2 separate regions of the Bombyx mori genome follow, and region 2 is linked to region 1. A link is a contact called in public Hi-C data. All regions are on one chromosome and are shown on one strand. The core of a region is the stretch at or near the end of the contact, and the rest is flanking DNA. Distances in the headings are between cores, read along the strand shown.

The links. Hi-C and Micro-C count contacts between places; a contact is called where the count stands out from the background.
Region 2: a Hi-C map of midgut shows a contact between it and region 1, with 2.5 times the contacts expected there. The contact joins two enhancer-like sites. A contact is called at or near these places in 2 of 7 Hi-C or Micro-C datasets (midgut and whole pupa).

Annotation. Positions count from the first base shown.
Region 1 is chr17:16,459,992-16,466,179 of ASM3026992v2, forward strand. Ets (transcription factor Ets) reads right to left here. Exons shown (of 2, transcript NM_001043437.1): 2 at 4,739-6,188. Among protein-coding and RNA genes, the nearest start is that of Ets, 35 kb to the right of the region's middle. Within about 2 kb of position 1,555, at least 7 of the 8 cell types and tissues checked have open chromatin away from gene starts, as enhancers often do.
Region 2 is chr17:16,540,326-16,546,832 of ASM3026992v2, forward strand. No RefSeq gene overlaps it. Among protein-coding and RNA genes, the nearest start is that of TRNAK-UUU, 9.7 kb to the right of the region's middle. Within about 2 kb of position 3,741, at least 8 of the 8 cell types and tissues checked have open chromatin away from gene starts, as enhancers often do.

The sequences.
Region 1 (6,188 bases), core at 305-2,804:
GATTGTTTGCGATAATTCCGACAAAACCTATTTTCACTGGTGTATTAACGGTGCAATCCAGGATTCTCCGATAATTTGGCGTATCGCGACGGCCAGCAGAGATTATAGAACCCCGGTAACCGTACTCGTCTAACTCGACAAAGAGGTCGGCGTGCAACCCTACCCATGCATCAGCCCGCTAAGTTTCTCGCCGGATCTTCTCAGTGGGTCGTGATTCCGACCCGGTAGTAGATTCATTTGCGAAGTAATTGCTCTTGAGTTGTTACATATCCTTCGGAGGCGCTCGGGCAGTTGTTAGCAAATCCCACCCCTTCTGGCTGAGCGTTTGCTCGCCCACCTGTCCTGGTGAAACTGGAAAGGCGTCCGGGCCACCAGTAATCTTTCAATCATAAAAAAAAAGATTATAGAGAAACTTGTTGTTCAGGGTAGGGTCAATGGTAAAATATATCGTGGACAAGGCTCCACGTGCTGGACTGATCAAGTAAAAACCCTTACCAAAACCGCACGAGTGCGTGCGCCAAGCCTCGATATGGAGAACAGCTGTTAAGACTTTCATTAACAAGGATTCCACATGACCACGACTGCTCTGCCTAGAGTAACCGACTATGATGATTCTTAATTTTTCGGGTTTCGTAAATATAAATTTCAATATGAAAGAATAATAATAGTAACAGGAGACAAATCACACACGGTCATCTGTGGGCTTAGTGCGAGTTTTTTAACGTTCTCGATAGCGTAAAAGTTAACTCAAATTTGTATACAGTTTGAATAGCGTCCCCAGCGGCAAACGATAGACCTTAATTACGTTAACGTTAATTAGGTTGCATTTTGGAACGAAGTTCCTTACGTTCCTTCGCAGGCTTGGAGGAGATAGGGATTATGCTGCGCGACCGAACTGAAAAAAATGTGATAGTAAAACCGTAAGAAAAAGTCCGTGGAATAAAACCGTTAAATGAGACGTGCGCAGGCGCGACAGTCGTATACACAAGCGAGTAGTGTATAATACCTTTCTCTTTCTTATTCTTTCTTTTCGTTCTCTCATCCCTTCTCTCTCTACTTTGTATTTATTTCTATTTCTATGTAATTTTATGTTGTCAAACAAAAATAAAGAGACATATTTTGTTATTTTAATTGATAATTTGAATTACGATTTTTTTTTATTTTACGTAATTTATTATTTCCTGAAATACTGAATTTCCTAAATACTTTCCTGTACTTAAATAAAAACTAATCAGCAAAATTTAAGAGAAAAATCAAGAAAACCTATATAAAATTGAGCACGATTTTTTTTTTCAAGTTGTGTCGATTCTACATTAGGCGAAGGAACTTCGTTCCTACCTGGTGTCCCACGACACCACATCTTTTTTTAAGCTATACGTTTAATAATTAGAAGGAGTAATTTAACATTATCAACTGTTCATTATAACAATCACAACTCATGGTATAATAAAATCGAAAACAGTTTAAGAAAATATTTTTGTTGATGAAAGTGACATCTAGTTGTCAGGAAATACAGCATTTTGTTTGTTTTGACTTAGTACACTTAATTCTCAACAGGTGTCACTTTGAAAAGAAATAAAAATAAATACTCACAGCAAGACAAGTACTTGTAATAATACTCGCCAGAATTTCCAATTATTTCTTTAAATTAAAATTATTTCATTCTTCTTGTTCATGAGCTATTTATCCAAGGTTGTCAGACAACTGCAAAGGCACAACTACTACAACTTTCACTACAAGAGCAAATCTGACCAGTGTGCTTAGTGCGAGTTTTAAAACTTAACTCAAATATATGTGGAGTTTGAACAGCTTCCCTTCGTTGCCGCTAGGGGCGCTGTTCCAATTCCGTACCACTTTGAGTTAACTTTTACGCTATCGAGAAGTTTAAAAACTCGCACTGAACACACAACTCTTCAACTGCTTGGAAACCGTTCACTTTCAACCCGTACTTGTTCCTTAAGCCACGCCACACCGTCCCAAGGCAATAATAATATATGTCTAATGTTATCATTATTAACTTTATTATTATTTTTGTTATTAAGTTTATTCTTCGAATAATATCATACATTTTTTTTTTAATAGGCCTTGTTCTGCGACTTCTGTTGTTTTTAAATTAAACTTAAAACACCATTGCCATCTATTGTGAACTTTCGGAAACAATCTTGTATGTTGATGATCATGACATCTATTATTAAGCTAATCCACTTTTTTATGGCTTAATATTAATGGAAATAGATGGCGTGCCTTTAAATTTTCAAACTTAGTCAAACAATTTTGTTTTTATTAACGGACTTCGAGGAAGAAGGTGAAACAAAATAGGCAAAGTTAGTCCTAACACAGCTTATTTCTACACTGGTGTAGTAATAAGAGTCTTTGCTGTCTTTCTTCCATTATGAAGGGTATGATGAGCATCTCTCTTCCGTGACCCTGACATTATCTCGTCTATAGTGGCGGTGATTTCTTACCCTTGGGTAAAGCGTAGGCGTATGTACGTAATACGACTAAGACAGAATTCGACCTCATGTCTCAAGACAGGCTCGTATTATTTTTATTGTATTCATATTATTACACCGGTGAAAACAATGCCATCTATCGTCAGATAGCAGAAACGAATATCAAAAGAACTATAGAAATCGAGAATGCCCGATAAGTACAACGCCATCTATAGTCAAGTGGCGGAAACGCATATCGAAAATACTCGACTTGTGAGGATGTTTTCGATAATTCTAGGAATGTCATATCGACTATAAAAGCGTTGCAGGGAAGGCACTCAGTCACCGGTCATCGCTCTCTTCAAACTCGTCGCTTGCGACGAAGGGCTCGGCGAGTAAATTAACCCACAGACACAGCGTTTCCGATCCGGTGGTAGGGCTAGCTAGGGTTAGTGTTAGTGTTAGCAATGACGTCAGCTTTGAGCCCCGTGAGCTCACCTACTACCTACTTAAGGTTACGCTCAAAATTAAATGGTCTCTCAAGACTTAAGTAGGATAAAAAAACACTCAGTCAGTCAATAATCGGATCTACTCGAAGCGAAACAGCGAACGGATCACCTGAAGCGAAGCGGAAGAAGTGAATTGAGAATTTTAAAGTATTCGTTAAGTATTTTAAGTGTTCTAAGTGTTATTACCGTTTCAAGTTGTACTTCGGTAGAATTTTTATTTATCCTGGACCCCAGCGCGTAACAATATGTATTCCGTTAGCACGTCCAAATGAAACACAAACCCTTTTTTAAGGAAAAAAGCAACTATGAAAAATTATAAGATAAAACGTTTGTTTAAAAATATAATGGATTACAATATATTTTAATATTAGGATTGTGTTACACATACGTACATACGAAATCGGTAAGCTGCGGTTTTGGTAAATCCAGTTATGATATTATTATTCGTTTTAATTAACATACTGCTCTGTAAATTTGTTTTAGCACTCGGAGGGCGAACCGTCGATAGATCGACTCTCTGTTAATGCGTATAAAGTTTTTTTTTATGATGGTAGGATTACTGGTGTACCGGAGGCCTTTCCAGTTTCACTAAAACAGGTGGGCGAGCAAAGGCTCAATCTCAATCTGTAACTATACTGGAGACCTTAGAGTATTATATCTCAAGGTGGGTGGCACATTTACGTCGTAAATGTCTATGGGCTCCAGTAACCACTTAACACCAGGTGGGCTGTGAGCTCGTCCAATCATATAGCAAAAAAAAAACTGTGAATTTATTGTGTGCATTGAATTTTGTGTGAATTGTATGAATTGATTCTATAGTTACTTCAGTCATTGTGGGCTAAAGACGCCCGGCGTACATACTCTTTAAGAGCGTGTTGAGATACCCCAAGCCCACTGAATTTCTCGCCGGATCTTCTCAGTGGCTCTATACTATATGACACTATAGTATAGCGTAGTCTGAAAGCAGCTTTAGAGTGCGAGGCCTCATGATACGCACTCCCATCCGCCAGATTTCTAGCCCGTCGTATTGCTTGATGTTTCAACTGTATGATATGACGGCTGTCGCATATCGGAGCACGTGACTGCGGCATAAATACACAGGATCACCATACCTCCCAGTGTGAGGCAGTGTGAGCTCACAGCATGTGCGACCACTAGGCCAATTAAATACAATTTTTGTCCCTTTTATCATTTAAAATTAATTTAGCCCCAGGCTGATGATGCTTTTAGTAGAATATTCAACAACAACTCGAGTTAAGTTAGCGCGTTTATTTAATTTCGTACAAAATTTATCTTGGTTGTTTTGTGCAAGCCTACGTTGTCGCCACTGTAATGTAATGTTATTTTGTTTCCGTAGTTATGCAGAAGGAATAAAGGCGGAAATACTTATCACCTTTTTTACTGCCTAAATTATTGGATGAGCTCACCTATGGTTATGTGTTTACAGAAGCCTGCAGATATATGAATATCGGAACTCACCTTGAAACATGATGCTGAAGTCTCAAATGTGTTGTATAGAGGCTGTCTCAACGTTCCGACCGGGACGCGTGTCTGCTCTGCGGCAGAAATAGGCAAAACAATCATACCCATACGTGCAGGCTTGTTCTAATAGGGTGTATACCACCAGTGTTTAACAAAATTTAAAAATGTTACATCCAGAATGCCCAACAGGCTGTACATCATTTCAATATTTTTTTTAGGTTTTCCATCTTTTTTTAAGAAGTATTAGGTTGTAATTCGATATAATACTTTCTGATATAATTAAAGGATTAAAAAGCTAAGAATATAAAAAAACAATTACATAACAATATTTTTTATTTTTCGTCACGAAATTATTTATCAATATAATAATAATATGAAAACTAAACTATTTACATAAATATCTTTAATGAAAAAAATGTTTATCTTTATTGTTTTCACTAACAAAAAATATGTTTTTTTTTTCAAAATAATTCATTAAGTACCTATATCTTACATCACAGCAACCGCTTGGATTTCGAGCGATTAAAAAAATGACAACTTTTTTCTCTTAAAATATACAAGTTTTTTTTTAGTTTTCCGAAACTACTCTTTGGCCAACAGATCTTTTTTATTGCACGTAAAGCGCCAACATCACTTATTTAAACTAACAAACTAAAACATAATAATAATATATTCATCCTATCACTGAGATTGACGAAAATAATGTGATGTTCCTTTAATGTTCATTTAATTAACCTAAATATGAACTATTTAAGTACATTTAATCATAATACGAGTTTATGGCAACCGCTGTTAAAAAACTTAACCTATGTGTGTGATCCTAATAATAAATCATAAATAAGAAAAAAAATTGGAATGTTTTCGAACTACCACAGACTAAACTATTTACGGTAACAACAAGAATTAAAAAAGATATTTTTAGTTTAATGTTAAATTTAATTATGTACTATAATTAATTACGTTACTAAGTCAGAAAATTCGTTTCTCTTGAACAACCTTGTATTGACGCTAACGTCGATAAATATATTAGAAAAAAAAACAATCTCTATGGACATGTCACCTTTGACAGCTTTCATAATTGACAGGTCAAGCCAGACGTACCGTATGTTTCACCAACAATATAACACGCACATTTTACAACCTTTGTTTCCTCTATAAGATCAAACAGTGAGCTTATATTAATATTACACTACAGACGACCGAACGTGGCACATTTGACAGAACAAACGTCAAAGATTTGACACAAGCTTTACGTATTTGGACTTAATTAATATAAGTACATGTTTATACATTTTCGGTGTCATAAATTAGCAAAAACTCACAGTTAAGTATTTGTTTCATTATAAAAATCTGTGAATCCTGACATATTTTAAATTATATTTATTTTAAATTATAAAAAGTTTACGTTTTTATAGAGACAGCGGTTACGCGGTCTCCATTTGTGAATATCCAATTGAGCGGTGTGTATTTTAGTACATTTACATACAAATTTCGCTGACGTCAGATTCGACTCGTCCTTTTTAGACTATAATATAATACGTATAGTTAATAGAGTTTTGTAAAATATTATGTACATGTAAGTCCAAAAGGATTATTCGGGAAATAGTAAAGGACTACTCCTAATATTATTTTGTTCGTGTTAACGTAATTTAATAATAACTCAAGTTTTTTTTTTGTTTTTGCGTTATATGTATGTTGTATAATTTGCTTATCGATTATACGTCATAGAGAGGTATACAAAATGATTCAAATGATCTCATTGAGA
Region 2 (6,507 bases), core at 2,491-4,990, 83 kb after region 1:
TTCATATGCGTGTAGTAAGAAGCTCAATACGACAAACAAACAGTCCAATTTTATTTATATGTATATTTTAATTACGACGAAAGCAAAGCATGAAAGAGGATGCGAATGTTGAGATGGATGTGTGGAGTGACAAGAATGGACAAGATAAAGAATGAGTATATCAGAGGAAGTTGAAAGTAGCCCCGGTAATCAACAAACTAAAGAGCGGACGGTTAGCGTGGTATGGACATATTGTGATGCGTAGAGAGAAGATGCATCTGACTAGGAGATGTATTGAAATGGTAGTGCAAGGTAGAGGGGAAAGAGGTCGACCAAAGAAGACATGAATGGAGTGTGTGAATGACGATTTGAGAGAGAGAGGAGTGAGTGTTGTGATGACGGCTGATAGAAGAGAATGGAAGAGAAAAATTAGCTATGCCAACCCCACCTAGTGGGATAAGGTGGAGAAAAAGCAGATTATTAATTAATTAGCTAGCACGTGTATTGCTACTTCCAATCATTTTGGGCTGACTGCTGATGTAATTAATCATGGAGTTCTTAGGTTACATTAGATTCGAACTTAAAAAATAAACTTAATAATGTAAACAAACTTAAAATATAGGATATGATAACTCTATATGTATAGCAGCGGTAGGCAGTGGCTTGGTTCTGCCCCTGGCATTGTTGAAGTCCATGGGCGACAGTAACATCAGGTGGGCCGTATGCTCGTCCGCCTACAAGGTCAATAAAAAAAACAGCGATAGTCGGAGATGTAGACAGAAACAATAAGCCAATAAGTTTCGTAGCCAAAAACCGCCTTGAAACTCCTGTATCCCTGTTCAATTACCGTCCGTCGCTGCTCTTTACGCCTGTCGAAAACAACAGAGAAAACAGTAAAATTAACATTTTACTTTTTGAAACATCGTCGACCTCATTACATCTTTTGAGGTCACACAAGACGAAGATTCTTGTTTAGTATTTAACAACGCGTACATTAGTCATACTCATATCATATATTCTGGGCATACCTACTCGTATATGTGTGTGCGCCTTGGAGCGACCTTTCGCTCTGAAACGCATCACAAAATAAATTTTAACATTACTGTCGCGTACAAGGGGAACTACTGGTTTTTTATGGCATGGGATTAAATTTGTACTTGTTATACACATATTCGTGGGCGATGGAAAAGAAAAATTGCGCTACGAATTGAGAGCTGATGGAATACAGTACAGATCAGAGGAATAGGTCATGGCCACACAGTGTCTAGTGCCTATAGACATTACCGATAAAAGGTCGGAGTCTCAATCGTATAGGTTATAGTATATAGACTAAGCCATTCTTCGAAGCGAAACAAGTGAGCCATACTTTCATGGGATTTCCGAACTTACGGGTAATATTTTTGTAGTCGTATACATGTATTATCAAATTTCTGAAATTCTATTATTACAACGTTAATCTCTTTCTACTGCATTTAATGTGTACAATAATCATGGTACCGGAAGCATATTCGATTTGAAAAGCTAAAATCACAATCCTGGAATTATCCACCATACGATTTACGTAGATACATTTTTTAGCACTTTCAAGAGAAGTATCTTCAAGTCTGTTTTTCGAGCTCACACCCTATTTTGTTTTAAGCGGCTACCGGAGCTCATAGACATCGACAACGTAAATGTCGCCACCCACCTCGAGACATGAGTTGACAGATCTACAGTACAACTTGGAAATTGGCAGAATGGTGGTGCCTACCCGAGTGAGCTGATAAACAGCCCTACCACTTTGACGTCGTCGTGGACTAAAGGATAAGACGTCCGGTGCATTCGTATGTAGCGATGCATCGGTGTTCGAATGCGGCAGGCGGGTACCAATTTGTCTAATGAAATACGTACTCAACAATTGTTCACGATTGACTTCCACGGTGAAGGAATAACATCGTGTAAATAAAAATCGAACCCGCAAAATTATAATTTGCGTGTGGTAGGTGGTAGGACCTCTTGTGAGTTCGCACGGGTAGGTACCACCGCCCCGCCTATTTCTGCCGTGAAGCAGTAATGCGTTTCGGTTTGAAGGGTGGGGCAGCCGTTGTAGCTTTACTGAAACATTAGAACTTATATCTCAAGGTGTGTGGCGCATTTAAGTTGTAGATGTCTATGGGCTCCAGTAACCATTTAACACCAGGTGGGCTGTGAGCTCGTCCACACATCTAAGCAATAATAATAAAAATAAAAAAAACGCCAGTCCCTTTTGGAGTTTCTTTTTCTCTAAAAAGTATCCCATTTGTTATATACGCGTCAGCCATGTTTCCGTTTAAATTTGGTTAGCCATTTCAGAATTTCAAAGGCCTTGCGCGCGGGGATTTTTCCTTTAATCGGTTCTCGAATTATTTAAAGTGAGCTTGTCTTATGAGTCGCTTGCCCACAGAGATTCGCGCACCTAGTCGTTCTAGACGAACGAAGCCGGTTTCTTAACTCTCAAAACTGCGTCTCTTAACTTACTCTTTCCTACTTAGAAGAGTCCGTAGACACAGTCTCGTCCATAGACAGGATCTTGCAAAGGTACAAAAACCATGACATTTTAAGTAGTGGTTCAAGTTCTAATTATGTCTACAAATCCTTTTCGTAGACACCACCTACACAAAATCAGATTCGTGCGTACTTAGTACCTTCCTTGGGCTCCCAACTAAAGTATTAAAACAATTAATGGAAGATATCTCAATGTGATCGTCGCTTAGACATGTATAATGCATCAGAATCATTCAGGTACATTTTTCAATTTTCAGTATTAAAGTTGAAGGAACGGATGTCGGTTCGGATGCCTGAGGCCGCGTAGTATATTGGCAATCATATTCGTACTTCCCTTGTCATACGACGGAAACAAATGGTGTAAGCAAGGTTACTTAAATCTTGTTCGCGATTCCGAATTTCTATTATACCAGACTACATCAGAACCAAATTAACTTTTCCTTTTAATAGTACCTATCTGTGTAAACACAGACACAAACACCAACTTAAGTTAGCTTAACTGTCTCCCTAAATATATACGTATGTTTATATGACGTCGTCGTGGCCTAACGGATAAACGGATAAGATGTCCGGTGCATTCGTGTTGAGCGATGCACCGCCGGTGCTCGAATCTCAGGCGGGTACCAATTTTTCTAATGAAATACGTACTCAACAAAATATGTTCACGATTGACTTCCACGGTTAAGGAATAACATCGTGAAATAAAAATCAAACCCGCAAAATTATAATTTGCGTAATTACTGGTGGTAGGACTTGTGAGTCCGCGCGGGTGGGTACCACCATCCTGCCTATTTCTGCCGTGAAGCAGTAATGCGTTTCGGTTTGAAGGGTGGGGCAGCCGTTATAACTATACTTGAGACCTTAGAACTTATATCTCAAGGTGGGTGGCGCATTTACGTTGTGGATGTCTATGGGCTCCAGTAACCACTTAACACCAGATGGGCTGTGAGATCGTCCACCCAACTAAGCAATAAAAAAAAAGTTAGCTTAAGACCTTTAGTTCTATTTTATGTAGATATTCTATAACTATTTTTTTTTATGCATCTCCTCTCCATTCTTAAACCATTATCCTATTGTGATGTCACTTAATACAGCTGTGAATGTTTCAGTCATAGTAATATCCACGTACGACAGGTAGCGCGCGAGTAGCTTTATCCTTTGGCCACATGCGATAACTCTCAATATATTTTGTTGTTACTGCCATCTAGTGTTGGCTTGCATAACTACCAAAAGAACATCTCAAACGAACAATCGAAATTTTTGACAACAGATGACACTGGCAAATTGTTAATAATGGCCTTAGTAGATGTCACTGTTATCAATATTTTTATTTCATCCAGAAATTCCAAAAGGCTCTTTTTTTTCCCTACCTATGCTGATGGCCTTGAGAGGCTATATCAGCGGAATGCTCTAATAATAATAATAGGTATGGCACTGATCAGTTATATTTAAAGTCCGCTAGATGTCACTCTTCACCAAACACTTTTAATTACGGTTGACTTTATTTTCCCTACCTATTCGCTAGCCTAAGGGGCTACTGCAGCTACGCCCGGATGTTAAGTGACCTCACGGGCTCTACCTGAGAGAACTTGCTAACACCAGCCCTAGTAAATTATTATTAATTATAAATATTCGCAGAATATGCCACTAGATCGTAATCACGACCTACTGAGAAGATCCGCCGAGAAACTGAATAGGTAATTGATTAATAATTCATATAGTGCAACAGTACTTAATTCAGAGAAAACAAAAATATGGTTATTAAATTTATATTAAATTAATATATTTTACCGAACGATAGCCCTTGTTTCGCACGCTAGCAAGATCCTACTCCACGTCATAAACAGCAGACTAAAATCGTTCCTTGACTGGCAGATACCTCAGGAGCAGGCAGGTTTTGTTAGGGGGAGGGGCACAAGAGAGCAATTCTAAACTTGCGACTCATTGTAGAGAAATGCTATGAGTACAACACACCTGTCTTTATGTGCTTCGTAGATTATAAGAAGGCCTTTGATTGCGTGAAATGGGAGAAACTGTGGGAGATCCTAAGTGATACAGGAGTTCCGAGTCAACTTGTTATGTTGATTCGCAACCTGTACGAGTCGGGGTTTGGGTCTGTCTCTATCGAAAATGCCACTTCAAGTAAATTTCGTTTCCAGGAAAAAGGAGTCCGGCAAGGATGTGTTATCTCACCTATTCTCTTCAATATTTAAGGGGAATATATTATTATAATGCGCCAGACTTTAGAAAACTGGGAAGGAGGCGTTAGAATAGGGGGAGTTCAGATAACGAACCTGAGATATGCCGACGACACCACACTTCTTGCATCATCTGAGGCGGAGATGAAGGAGCTTCTGCACAGATTAGAGGCTATAAGCCTAAACATGGGACTAGTAATTAACAAAAGGAAGACCAAGCTGCTAGTCGTAGACCGCTTCTCATCCACTCAGCGTACGGAACATTTGGCAGAATACGAGGCCGTAGACCAGTTTGTCTACCTTGGTTCTGTGATCACGGATAAGGGGAGCTGTGAGCCTGAAATACGCCGACGAATTGGAATGGCTAAAACAGCTATGACGCAGTTGAGCAAAGTTTGGAAAGATCGTAATATTTCGAATAGGACCAAAATACATCTTGTGCACTCACTGGTCTTCCCAATCGCTCTCTATGGAGCAGAAACATGGACCATAAAAGCAGCTGACCGGAACAGAGTTGATGCTTTTGAAATGTGGTGCTGGAGCCGCCTATTAAGGATTCCATGGACAGCCCACCGCCCGAACATCTCGGTCCTACATCAGCTTAAAATGGAGAACGCTCAACGCCTGTCTGCCACCTGTCTGCAACGCATAATGCGCTACTTTGGCCACGTTGCTCGCAGAGGTGTAGACAACTTGGAACGTCTGATGGTCACTGGGAAAGTAGAAGGAAAACGTCCTAGAGGCCGGAGCCCCAAACGTTGGTCCGACCAGATCTCCGAGCAAACCAGCGGACCACTTAGCGCTACTACACCAGGCAACTGACCGGAACCGATGGAGGCTGACAGTCGACAAGCTAAAACGGAGTCCCGATCCTCAGCAATGAGGGAGCGATGGAGAAGAAGAAGAATATATTTTTCATGTTCGACGTAATATATTAGTATACAAGATATGCTATTTGGAACAGGCTTATGTATTCTGACAATTTAATCTCCAAACCTAGTAAACTACTACTAAATTTCACTTAGTTACATAATTATACACAAAATAATCAGCAAATACGTATGTACCTATTGTGTAGCGTATGCTTAACATAGCAGTCGTAAAATACTATATCAATCAATAGAAGTCAGCTGGATATCAACAAATACGTACGTAGCCCTTGAAAATAAGTGACTTGCGTCATAGCGTTGTTGGAAGTGTCCACTTTACAGTTTATTAGAACAACGTATAGAATCTTCTGTTCCTTTATTTATTCTCTAAGCAAAACAGCATCGGTAACTTGTTGACTTATCTAAAAATAAACAACAATGTCAATGTTAACGAGTAAATCGCGAAACCTTACCTAATTATTGATAATAATATCAGTTATTTCAGGGATTAAGTTTGCTGACAGGTGTCAAGTTTTCTGACACCTGTCAGCAAACTTAATTTCAATTACGTGAGACTAATTATTTCTTTGTCCGTTTCCTGTTAATGTATCCTACAAGTGTTGTCGCGAAAATATGAATCCATGTTATAGCTAGATTTGACTTCGCGCTTCCCGACCTTTGCTGGTTTTGTTGTCGCAGTGAAGAATCCCTGTATTTAAACGGGCTTGAGATAGTCCACCTCAGGCTCGATGGTTATGGTGTAGACGACCGCTAATTCAGAATCCCGAATATCGTGGCGGGGCAATCGGCGTTCCGCGCTAAGCTCGTCCAATCCTTACCTTCCGCATGGCTCGGTGGGCCTCTGTCTGACTTGAGGCTCCATGGTTCGATGGGGCTCTATTTCACTTAAGGTTCGGGCGCGTGTTGGTCGGCAACAT